2 separate regions of the Oryctolagus cuniculus genome follow, and region 2 is linked to region 1. The links are chromatin contacts, called in public Hi-C maps. All regions are on one chromosome and are shown on one strand. Each heading gives the region's core, a stretch centred on a gene start, on an enhancer-like site or on the middle of the called end of the contact. The rest is flanking DNA. Distances are from core to core; before and after follow the strand shown.

What was found. Hi-C and Micro-C count contacts between places; a contact is called where the count stands out from the background.
Region 2: a contact with region 1 is called in a Hi-C map of embryonic fibroblasts, with 2.9 times the contacts expected there. The contact joins the promoter of CAV2 here to the enhancer-like site in region 1. A contact is called at or near these places in 2 of 6 Hi-C or Micro-C datasets (embryonic fibroblasts and skin fibroblasts).

What each region holds. Positions count from the first base shown.
Region 1 is chr3:151,695,746-151,700,972 of mOryCun1.1, forward strand. No RefSeq gene overlaps it. Among named protein-coding and RNA genes, the nearest start is that of TES, 47 kb to the left of the region's middle. Within about 2 kb of position 3,091, at least 2 of the 8 cell types and tissues checked have an H3K27ac peak or open chromatin away from gene starts, as enhancers often do.
Region 2 is chr3:151,945,246-151,950,457 of mOryCun1.1, forward strand. It overlaps CAV2 (caveolin 2), which reads left to right and starts at 2,088. Exons shown (of 3, transcript NM_001171022.1): 1 at 2,088-2,554; 2 at 2,811-2,998. The coding sequence starts at 2,405.

The sequences.
Region 1 (5,227 bases), core at 1,841-4,340:
TCTCCCCCCAAATGCACGCCAAAGTCAGGCTGAAATCAGGAGCTGGGAACTCAGTCCTGGTCTCCCAGATGGTGGCAGGGACCCAAGTACTTCAGCCATTACTTGTTGCCTCCCAGGATGTGAATTAGCATGAAGCTGGAAGCTGGAGCTGAGCAGGGACTGAAACCTGGGCACTCCAGAACAGGCTGTGGGCATCTCAATGGTGTCTTAGCCACTATGCCAAATGCCAGCCCCCAGGTGTAACATCTAAGTGCTAATCTTACAAGTATCCATCATTATAACCATCACATACTTGCTTTTTTTGCCTTCATCTTAAATGGCAACAGACCCATTTTCTACAGCATTCTGTCTATAAAGTTGAACAACTTACCTTCCCAGACCTGGTTATGTGGGAATGAACAAAACTCCTCTGCCTGTGGAGTCAGCTACTCTATAGGTCCTCCAGCCTAGCCCCATATTTCTGGAGCTGAGGGAGAATCAGGCAGTCCAAGAAATTTCATCTGAATGCAACATTCACTACTGCCCACACAAAGAATGATTGCATATACATTTGGCCATTTCCCTATATTTTCCACTACTTTGCATGGGAGATACACAGAACCACTAGGTTTGGATCTACCCTGGAATTTTTTTTTCTTTTGCATTTATTTATTTGAAAAGCAGAAGGCCAGAGAGAGACAGCTTCCATCCACTGGATCTTTCCCCAAATACCTACAACACCTGGGGCACGGCTGGGCCCCACTAAAAGCCAGAAACTCTATCTGAGTTTTCCATGTGGGTGGTGTGAAACTGTCAGTTGATGAAGTAGCTGGGACTCACACCAGACACTCGAATATGAAATGCTGGAGTCCAAAGCAGTGGCATAACCCACTGTGTCATCATACCCCTTGCTGTCCCCCCTGGGTAAATTTTTAGTTTGGTCTTGTAGTACAGGGGAATGAACTCTGGGTAAGAGATTCTCAAGATCCTTAGCCATTTTTGTTGTTAATCAGGTTTTAAGAAATGATCATTCAGGGCCTGGTGCTGTGGCACAGCGGGTTAAAACCCCAGCCTGCAGTGCCGGCATCCTATATGGGCTCCAGTTCTAGTCCTGTCTGCTCTTCTTCTGATCCAGCTCTCTGCTATGGCCTGGGAAAGTAGTGGAAGATGGCCTAAGTGCTTGGGTCCCTGTACCCGTGTGGGAAACCCAGAAGAAGCTCCTGGCTCCTTGCTTCGGATCAGCTCAACTCTGGCTGTTGCGGTCATTTGGGGAGTGAACCAACAGAATGGAAGACCTCTCTCTCTCGGACTCTACCTCTCTCTCTTTCAAATAAATAATAAAAATAAATAAAGACATGATCATTCAACAAGACAGTAAGATGGTTACTAGGTTCTTTAAGATTTATTTTTCCAATAATACTTAAGATAAACTTACTCCTTCCCCACCTGATTTTATATTCTGCATTATACCCAATTCCCAATAATAGTCTACTTGTTATAGGACCAAAATTAAATAATTCTGTTTCCAATGGGGAAAATAAAGGAAAGAATAAAGGCTTTTAATCTGGGTTCATGCAGTCTTTTCTCCAAAAGTAGATAATATATAATAACCTTGTATTCCAATTATGTCCTGTGGATCAAGTAATAGAAATTTCTTTCTTTTTATTTATTTATTTTTTTTTTTTGACAGGCAGAGTGGACAGTGAGAGAGAGAGAGAAAGGTCTTCCTTTTGCCATTGGTTCACCCTCCAATGGCCGCCGCGGCCTGCGCGCTGTGGCCGGCGCACCGCGCTGATCCGATGGCAGGAGCCAGGTGCTTATCCTGGTCTCCCATGCGGGTGCAGGGACTAAGCACTTGGGCCATCTTCCACTGCACTCCCTGGCCACAGCAGAGAGCTGGCCTGGAAGAGGGGCAACCGGGACAGAATCTGGCGCCCTGACTGGGACTAGAACCCGGTGTGCCGGCGGAGAATCCTCCGCAGGCGGAGGATTAGCCTAGTGAGCCGCGGCACTGGCCTTTATTTTTTGACGGGCAGAGTTAGACAGTGAGAGAGAGAAAGGTCTTCCTTCCATTGGTTCACCCCACAAATGGCTGCTACAGCCGGCGCACTGAGTCGATCCAAAGCCAGGAGCCAGGTGCTTCCTCCTGGTCTCCCATGCAGGTGCAAGGACCCAAACACTAGGGCCATCCTCCACTGCCTTCCTGGGCCACAGCAGAGAGCTGGATTGGAAGAGGAGCAACCAGGACAGAACCGGCACCCCGACCTGGACTAGAACCTGGAGTACTGGCACCGCAGGCGGAGGATTAGCCTAGTGAGCCATGGCGCCAGCCAATTAATAGAAATTTCTATTATTAAACCCCACTTAAGTTACATTTGTTTTTTAGAGGTACAGCTTATACTGTGTTTATTCCCAACATAGCAAGCATTTAGGAACCACATCTATGCAATTAGTGATAAATCCTCCCAATGGAAAGAACTACCTTGGAAGGAAGAAAATGCTTGATTGTAGGACCACTGATGACACTATAGAGGGTAAGAAGAGCTGTCTTCCTTCTGCCCAAGCTGCCCTCTTAGACAGTAAAAGACGAGGAAGACTCCACTTTTTCCTGTCTCCTGAGCAGCAATGAAAACTTGAGGGTAGGGGGAGCTGAATAAAGATAGAGAGAGGAGTTGTTTTCTGAGACCCAAGATAATATGTTGACACATTGTTAGTTGCTAAAGTATATTAAGGCAGTGCACTTACTATCTTAGTGAGAAACAGCTCACTGGTACAATTATGAACTCATTCCTGGAATCTACACCTACCCTGTTCATCTCTCAACAAGAGCATTTTTACCATAACTCTCAAGTAGTTATAATTTTGAGAAATCAGTAGATTTTTTTTATCCAATCCTTTGCGAAATCTGCGTTGCTCTTGAAACCAATTGGCCTTAATTTTTAAAATTTATCTTTTAGAAATGTGCAACTGAGGATTTTTTCTTTAATCAACTGTAGCTAAATAGATCCCAAATCTGACTTTGAAGTATTTCAGCCCCATTTCACCAAAGGCGAGACATTCATTATTGACTCATTCTTAAGGAATTTCCAACACATGGTGTTTAAGCTCATCCTACTTCTCCATGGTTACCAAAGAGACATCAGCACCCAAGATCAGTGCTAAGCCTTTGTCTCAGAAAGCCCTGGCATATCTCAACTTGTTTTCTGGGCATTCACTTAGTTCCTTAGCAAACCTGTGACTCCATTAATGCCTCCATACAAAAGCACTTTACTACAGTTTCTTACTAGAAGTTCTTTTCCTCTTATCAACCTCTGCTGAGTCCAGTGCTGAAAGACAACTTCAGTGACGCACTGAATGCTCACAAGTACAACAGAGACCTGCTGTGTTGGAGCACCTGGGTGTGCTATGAGCACACAACCTTTATCACATTCAACTTAACAGAATCCTTTTTTCGTTCTGTTCACCAGAGGTTTAAATAGCTTTGGCTAATTATTTTGTCCTTTCATAGAGAACAGTCGCTGTGGCTTCTATTTTATCCAACAATGTATTCTGAAACACTCAAAACAAGATGTCATTAACCTTTTATACATGTTTTGAATGGCATTTTATCCTGACATTTATGAAGGCTACTATTGATTTTTCTCCTATGATACTTCTCCCCACAATATCTTGACCTTCAGACAAATAACAAAAGCAACTTGTCCCCAATTGTCTTTCCTACAGTCAGCCATTATTCAATGCAGAGATATTAGAGTTGATTTCTCCATAAATATTGACTGATTATGCAAGATGTGGTAGTATAGTTCAGAGGAGGGCTGAGTTCAGAAGTCTACACAGACACCTTTTGGCCAAGTCCTGTTGACCTCCAATCCCCTCCCCACAGCTGCAGTTGAGTAGGATGGAGGATGGGAGTATTGGATATGAGAACAAGTTCAGGTACTGGGTGGACATCAAGAATACATTGAAGCCATCAGTAGTAACAACAGGGAAGATAGTAGAGAAAAGGGTGAACAAGGAGCTAAGGTTATCAAAGAATGTGGAGACGCATCCTGAAATTTGATAGAAGAAGGCAACTAAGGGCAGACTTGGTTGGCAAAGTTTGAGGCCCTGTATTATACTTCAAAGAGCTGTGATTGTGAGGACCCAGAAATGAATCAGTGGGGGGAACATAAATGGGGAATGAGGACACCTGTCCCAAGGACACAGGGGTGGCCTACCTGGAAGAAAAACTAACAGCCTCTATTTGAAAACCCCACAGAAACAACTAGACTTTGGAAATAATCAGATGTCAGAGTAATATACAGTGGAAAATACTAGGGAGTCTCTGCAGGGAAGGACAGGGATGAGGAGACTGACAACACCGAGTGGCTATCAGGTCTCCCAGTAAGGCTGAAAAACTCAGATGCCTGGAGGTGCAGGGCTGAAAAGCATGCTGCGGTTAGTCATGGCAGCCTTGTAGGTGAGTAACCAGGAATGCTTTTGGCTGAAAATAACTGAAAACATAGTTATGACTGGCTTAAAGACAAGATGTAGGCTGATCCAAATGTGGCTCTGAACAAGCTCATTTTAATCCTCTTGTTCGGCTCCCTTCCATGTTTCACCTTCCATTGAATGGTTTGTCCCTTTATTCAAGCACCATGAAGTATGAAGTATGAAGACATCCAAAAGAATAAAGGAGAAAAGAAGCCACAGGGTGTTGTCCTCTCTAGACAGGAAGAACACTTTTCCCAGGAGTCCCCAGCAGAGTTAGCTACCCTTCCATCTCTGGCTAGAACAGGTCACATAGTCATGCTCACCAAAGGCAAAGGGACCCTGAGTTGCTATGGTTGATATAGCTGATCCCATTTCATACCCCAAGGGGAAGACACATGGGCAATCTGAACAAAACTAATTTTCTGTCAAAAGAAAAGGGGAAATGGCTGTTGAGTTGGCACACAACAGAAGCTACTCTGGGGGAATAGTTGATAGATCCAGGGTCTTTATTTGAAGGAATGCTTGTATGTGTTTGTGTGGATTCTATTGGCCTGCGAGGTTTGACAGGGATGTTACTTGGGGACATACTTCTTAGGGTTCCACTTACATGGGCAACAGTGATGTAGAATCAGTAAGAGATACTGGAAAGATCCTGAGGAGACTGTCACTGTGCTTGCTTGGCTGGTTGCTCCCACCATTTCATTCCATCTATCTGATCCATTGTCAAGTCAGACATTGCTATCAAGCACTGTCCCCTCCACCCCTAGAAGGGATA
Region 2 (5,212 bases), core at 838-3,337, 250 kb after region 1:
AAAGAGAAGGGGCAGTTGTTAAGACATTTTGAGACACCTGCATCCCATATCAGAGTACACTGGTTTGAGTCCCAGCTCCTCTCCCAATTCTAACTTCCTATTAATGCTGTTTAGCGCAGCAGGTAATGGATCAAGTACCCACGTGGGAGTCCCAGAATGAGTTCTGAACTCCTGGCTTCACTCTGGCCCAGGCCTGCTGCTGTGGGCATTTGGGTAGTCAACCAATGGATGGAAGATCTCTCTGTCTCTGTCTGTCTGTCTCTCTCTCTCTTTCTCCATCCCCCTCCCTCCCTGTCTTTCAAATAAATAAAAATTAAAAATTTTTACGAGAGAATTGTAAGAGAAGAAGCACTAATGCTAGGTTTTCAGTCACGGTTTATGCCCACTTTAGGGCTATGTCTTTGTTTCTTGGATGAAGCATCTTGAAATCTGGCATTTTAGTTTTGGGGAAATTGATTTTTACAGCATGCTATTTGGCTGTAAACTATTTCTCCTTTTCATTTCCTAATGACTGACACTATAGGCTCCCTTAAGGATTCATGTCTTCCGTTCACTTGGAGAAACAATTATTTTTCCAACTCTCAGAGACTCAGCCTGCTGGAGTGAATGGAGGACATAAAGAAGTCTTGAAGAAGCAGGAAGTAGGAAGTCTAACTCATCACTTCGGAATCACCTGAACATAAAGAGAACTTGGAGAGTAGAGTAACAAGGAAAGAACCAGGCCAGCAGGACCTCTCTGGGAGAGAAGGGGTCCATGTGCACCTGAAATCCAACCGGGAACCCTCTGCGGTGCTGTAACGCTGCCATCCAGGAAGCAAACTTTTCATTTAATTATCAGAAGTACTGGATTTTGGCTCTAAAACACTTTTTCCACTCAATGCCAGTCTTTTTTTTTGGGGGGGAGGGGGAGATTTACATTGTTTCAAAAATAGTCCTTTTCTTTCTGGAGAAGTAATTCTTACAAACCAGTTCACAAGGATTTCTCATGTGCACCAAGTTCAAACCACTGTACTCTGCAGTACTTAACCGACTGTCTGCTGCGTCTTAAGCTCTGAGCAAGCTGCAGGCACCCCTGGCCCGCCAGACTAAGACTCATTATTTTGCTTTCGGCAAAATTTAAAGATCCTCTTCCTGGCCAAAACACATCTATGGCTAAGTTCACCAGATGGCACGCCCTTTGTGCACAGGCGAACTCCTCCCTTCGGAAAACTTTCCAGTGAACCATCCTGGGCTGATTCACCCACTGCAATGTGGCTGTAGGCTACAGTTCTGTTCATTTGGTTCCTACAAAGTAATTGCAGTGGTGGGAGTTGGGCCTGGCCATTCAAACGTGCTCAGCAGGCGAACCCGGGTTCCATTCCTGGCTCCAGGAAGCCCCTGGAAGGCAGCAGTGAAGCCTCAAGTGACTGACTTTGCCTTGCACGTGGGTGAGAGACCCTATTGAGCTGACAGCTCCTGACTTCACCTGGCTTAGCCCTGGCTGTTGCTGCTGCATTTGAGGAGTGAACCAGCAGATCTCGAGCCAGCTCTCACGCTCGCGCTCCCTCGCTCTCTCCATCTCAGATAAATAAAAAAAATTAATTAAAAAAAAAAAGACTTTATCTTACAGGTTCCTGAAATCTTTCAAATGGGTCTGCTTCAAAGGAAAATTAAGAAGTGGGTAGGGTGCAGGGATCCGACCTCTACTGGGGGGTGGGGGGGCGGAAGGGGGGAGCGCAAACCCATGAGAGCACAGCACGGGCCTGCAGGACCGCGGCGCACCTGAGCCTGCTGCAGGTCCCACGCCGCGGCTAGTGCCCGCGGTGTCCCCAGCGCCTGCAGAGTCCCGGACAATCAGCTGTGCGCGGCTCCTGACCTCTCAGGGCAGCCGCAACAGCCCTGATGCACGCCGATTGCGTGTCAGGGGCTGTGCACGAGCGTTGCATGAATTAACATTTAATTCTCACACGGTAACCCCGGGAAGCAGGTGTCCCGTTCCCTTTCCACAAAGGGGGCCACTGAGGTTCCGGAGGCGCGGCTGTCAGGGAGAGCAGCGCCGGGGCTGAACCTGACCTTCTCATTCAGCCGCCCCGCACGCCGCACGCACCTTCTCTCGGGGACGACCTGCGGGGTCCCTGGAGCCTCGCTGCCAGGCGCCTGGCCGCACAGCCCGGGAAGCCCCGCTCGCGCCCTCCGGGCCGGGAGGGGCCGCCTCGCCGGCTGTGTCCGGTCCCCGCCTCCCTCCCCTCCGCGGCCGGCGGCGGGCGGGGCGCGGGTGGCCCCGGGCCGGGGCAGACCCGGCGGCGGGAAGCGGCCGCGCCCGGGCGGCACGGCGGGGCGGGGCAGGGCCGGGCGCCGCGGGAAGGGGAGGCCGCGCTGGCTGGGAGCCGCGCCGCAGCCGCCGCGCCGCAGCCGCCGCGCCGCGATGGGGCTGGAGACCGAGAAGGCAGACGTACAGCTCTTCATGGACGACGACGCCTACAGTCACCACAGTGGCGTCGACTTCGCCGACCCCGAGAAGTTCCCGGACACTGGCCCGGACCGTGATCCCCACGGGCTCAACTCGCATCTCAAGGTGAGGCCGAAACCTGGGCTGGGGGGGAGGGAAGCTTGGAGCGTTCTCCAAGTCCCAGGGTGCGGGTGCCCCTGGGTCAGCCCTGCGGGGTCCAGGGCTCTCCCCCATGCACCCCACACCAGGGCCGCCTGCGCAGCCGGGAAGTCTGCGCTAGACTCCTGCGCGTCCACCGCGACCCCAAGAGAAGGTGAGGAAGTCCGGCGCCGGCCTTCCTCGGGGGCGGCAGGTTGGGGACAGTGCGCTCCGTTCTCTACAGCTAGGCTTTGAGGATGTGATCGCCGAGCCGGTGACTACGCACTCCTTTGACAAAGTGTGGATCTGCAGCCATGCCCTCTTTGAAATCAGCAAGTACGTGCTGTACAAGTTCCTGACGGTATTCCTGGCCATCCCCCTGGCCTTCGCCGCGGGAGTTCTCTTTGCCGTCCTCAGCTGTCTACACATCTGGTGAGTTGGGGGTGCCCCGGTGGGACCGGCTTGCTGGACCTAAGGAAGGCTTTCTGCCACCTGCCCCCAGCCCTGTCGCTGGCGATTGCCAGGCGATTGCCAGGCCAGGACGCACATCAGCTCCTGAGCAGAGACAGGACTGGAGGGCCTGGAGGGGCTGCGTTATTCTGTCTAGAAAAGGAGCTTGGAAGGGGCTTTAAACGGGAGGCGGGATGGCCCTCTTTCCCCGGTGCGATTTTCCTTTGCAAGCCCAAGGCTCAGCTGAGGGAGGAGGTGGGGCATGGAAACCCTGCTTCCTGCCACAGGGCACCCTCTCCCAAGAGCTCTGTTCTGACTTGTGCCTGTGGTTCCCGGTAGGGCTCTTGATGTTGTTGACCTTTGTTCAGCCCCCATCAGTGCAGGGGCAGAGGGGCTAAACAAAAGTGATCTCTGAGCAGAAGACCACTGACAAATCGGACAGGACAATGATATCAGACCTGGTTAAGCCATGCCGCCTTCAGCCCTGCCACAGGAAAGTGGTGAGGATGGGACCAGTGGAGGTGGGAGGAGTATGCAGTTAAGGTGCTGGCCCTCAGCACCAATGAATGAAAACCCAAGCTTCAGTGTACTGAAATGACAAGGCCATCAAATTACTTACCCACAAATGGGAGTGCATCTAGTTAAGGGAAGAAATGTGGAAACCCACTTGGACATTCATAGGATGTTTTGAGTAACTTTATTCTCACTCAAAATGCATCATTTGGCCCAGTGGTTAAAGTTTCTTATATAGAGTGCCTGGGTTTGATGCCCAGCTAAAGGCTCCTGATTCTAGCTCCTGATTCCAGCTCCCTGCTAATGCAGACCCTGGGAGGCAGCAATGATGACTCAAGTAGTTGGGTCTCAGCCATCCATGTGGCCAAGACCAAAAATGAGTTTCTGGCTCTTGATTTTTTTTTTTGACAGGTAGAGTTATAGACAGTGAGAGGGAGAGAGAGAGAAAGATCTTCCTTACATTGGTTCACCCCCCAAATGGCTGCTACAGCCAGAGCTATGCCAATCTGAAACCAGGAGCCAGGTGCTTCCTCCTGGTCTCCCAAGTGGGTGCAGGGGCCCAAGCATTTGGGCCATCCTCCACTGCCCTCCTGGGCCACAGCAGAGACCTGGACTGGAAGAGGAGCAACTGGGATTAGAACCTGGCACCTATATGGGATGCCGGCGCCGCAGGTGGAGGATTAACCAAGTGAGCCACGGCGCCAGCCCCTGGCTCCTGATTTAGGCCCAGCCTCCACCATTATGAGCATTTGGGGAATGAGCCACAAAACAGTAATAGTTGTGTGCTTGCTCATTCTCTCTCTTTCTCCCTCTCAAATGATTTTTTAAGTAAACAAAAAGACTGTCTTCATTGTTTGGAGAAGAAGAATATTGAGATCATCTCCAGTAGTACACCAGCTGTCTAGCTGGTGTTCAGGCAGTCCTGGTGAAATGTGGAACCCCAGATACCTCCATGTCTTTCTTAATCACTTTATATAGTATTACTACACCCTGACACACGCTCAGTATTCAATGCTAGTAGTCCCCAAACTACTCATCATTCCTCTTTACCATCTTCACCTTAACTTCCTCAGTCAGTTAGCCAACTAGTCCATTGACCAAACAATCTATCAAATGCTTGTTTTGTGCTGAACCCTGGACTCCAGCCTAGTGAGACACAGGATCTGCCTTTCAGCTTACAGTACATCAGGGCAGCTGGCTAGGTGCAAAGATGATACCTTGCAAAAATGCAGCTCTGATGAAAAAGAGAAACAGGCAAGTATTTATAGAGGGAAAAGAATCCAGAAAGCCTTTCAAGGGTAATAACAGTTTACCAACTAAGGAAAGGATAGAAAGAGAACTAATCACTAAAGCTTGTAAACAATTAAACCATGTTGAAATTGCCACAGACTCCAGAGAAATGAAAATTTCTGCCTTTATACATGGTCAGAGGCACAAAGCACAGATGTGTAGAAATCTAATATTCTGACATTCACACGAGGATTTTCTTTAAGATGCCTAAGTCCACACTTAATGTGGGATTCCTAATGAACTAAAACCACTCATGTAACCTTTATGTCAGTTTTCTCACTTTCAGAAATGTGAAAAATGAAGTGACTACATATCATATTGTGAAATGCTGGCTACGAAGCTATTTGGAAATACAGAGTGCCACATTTGTAGTCAACAAAGCCAGGCTTTCCC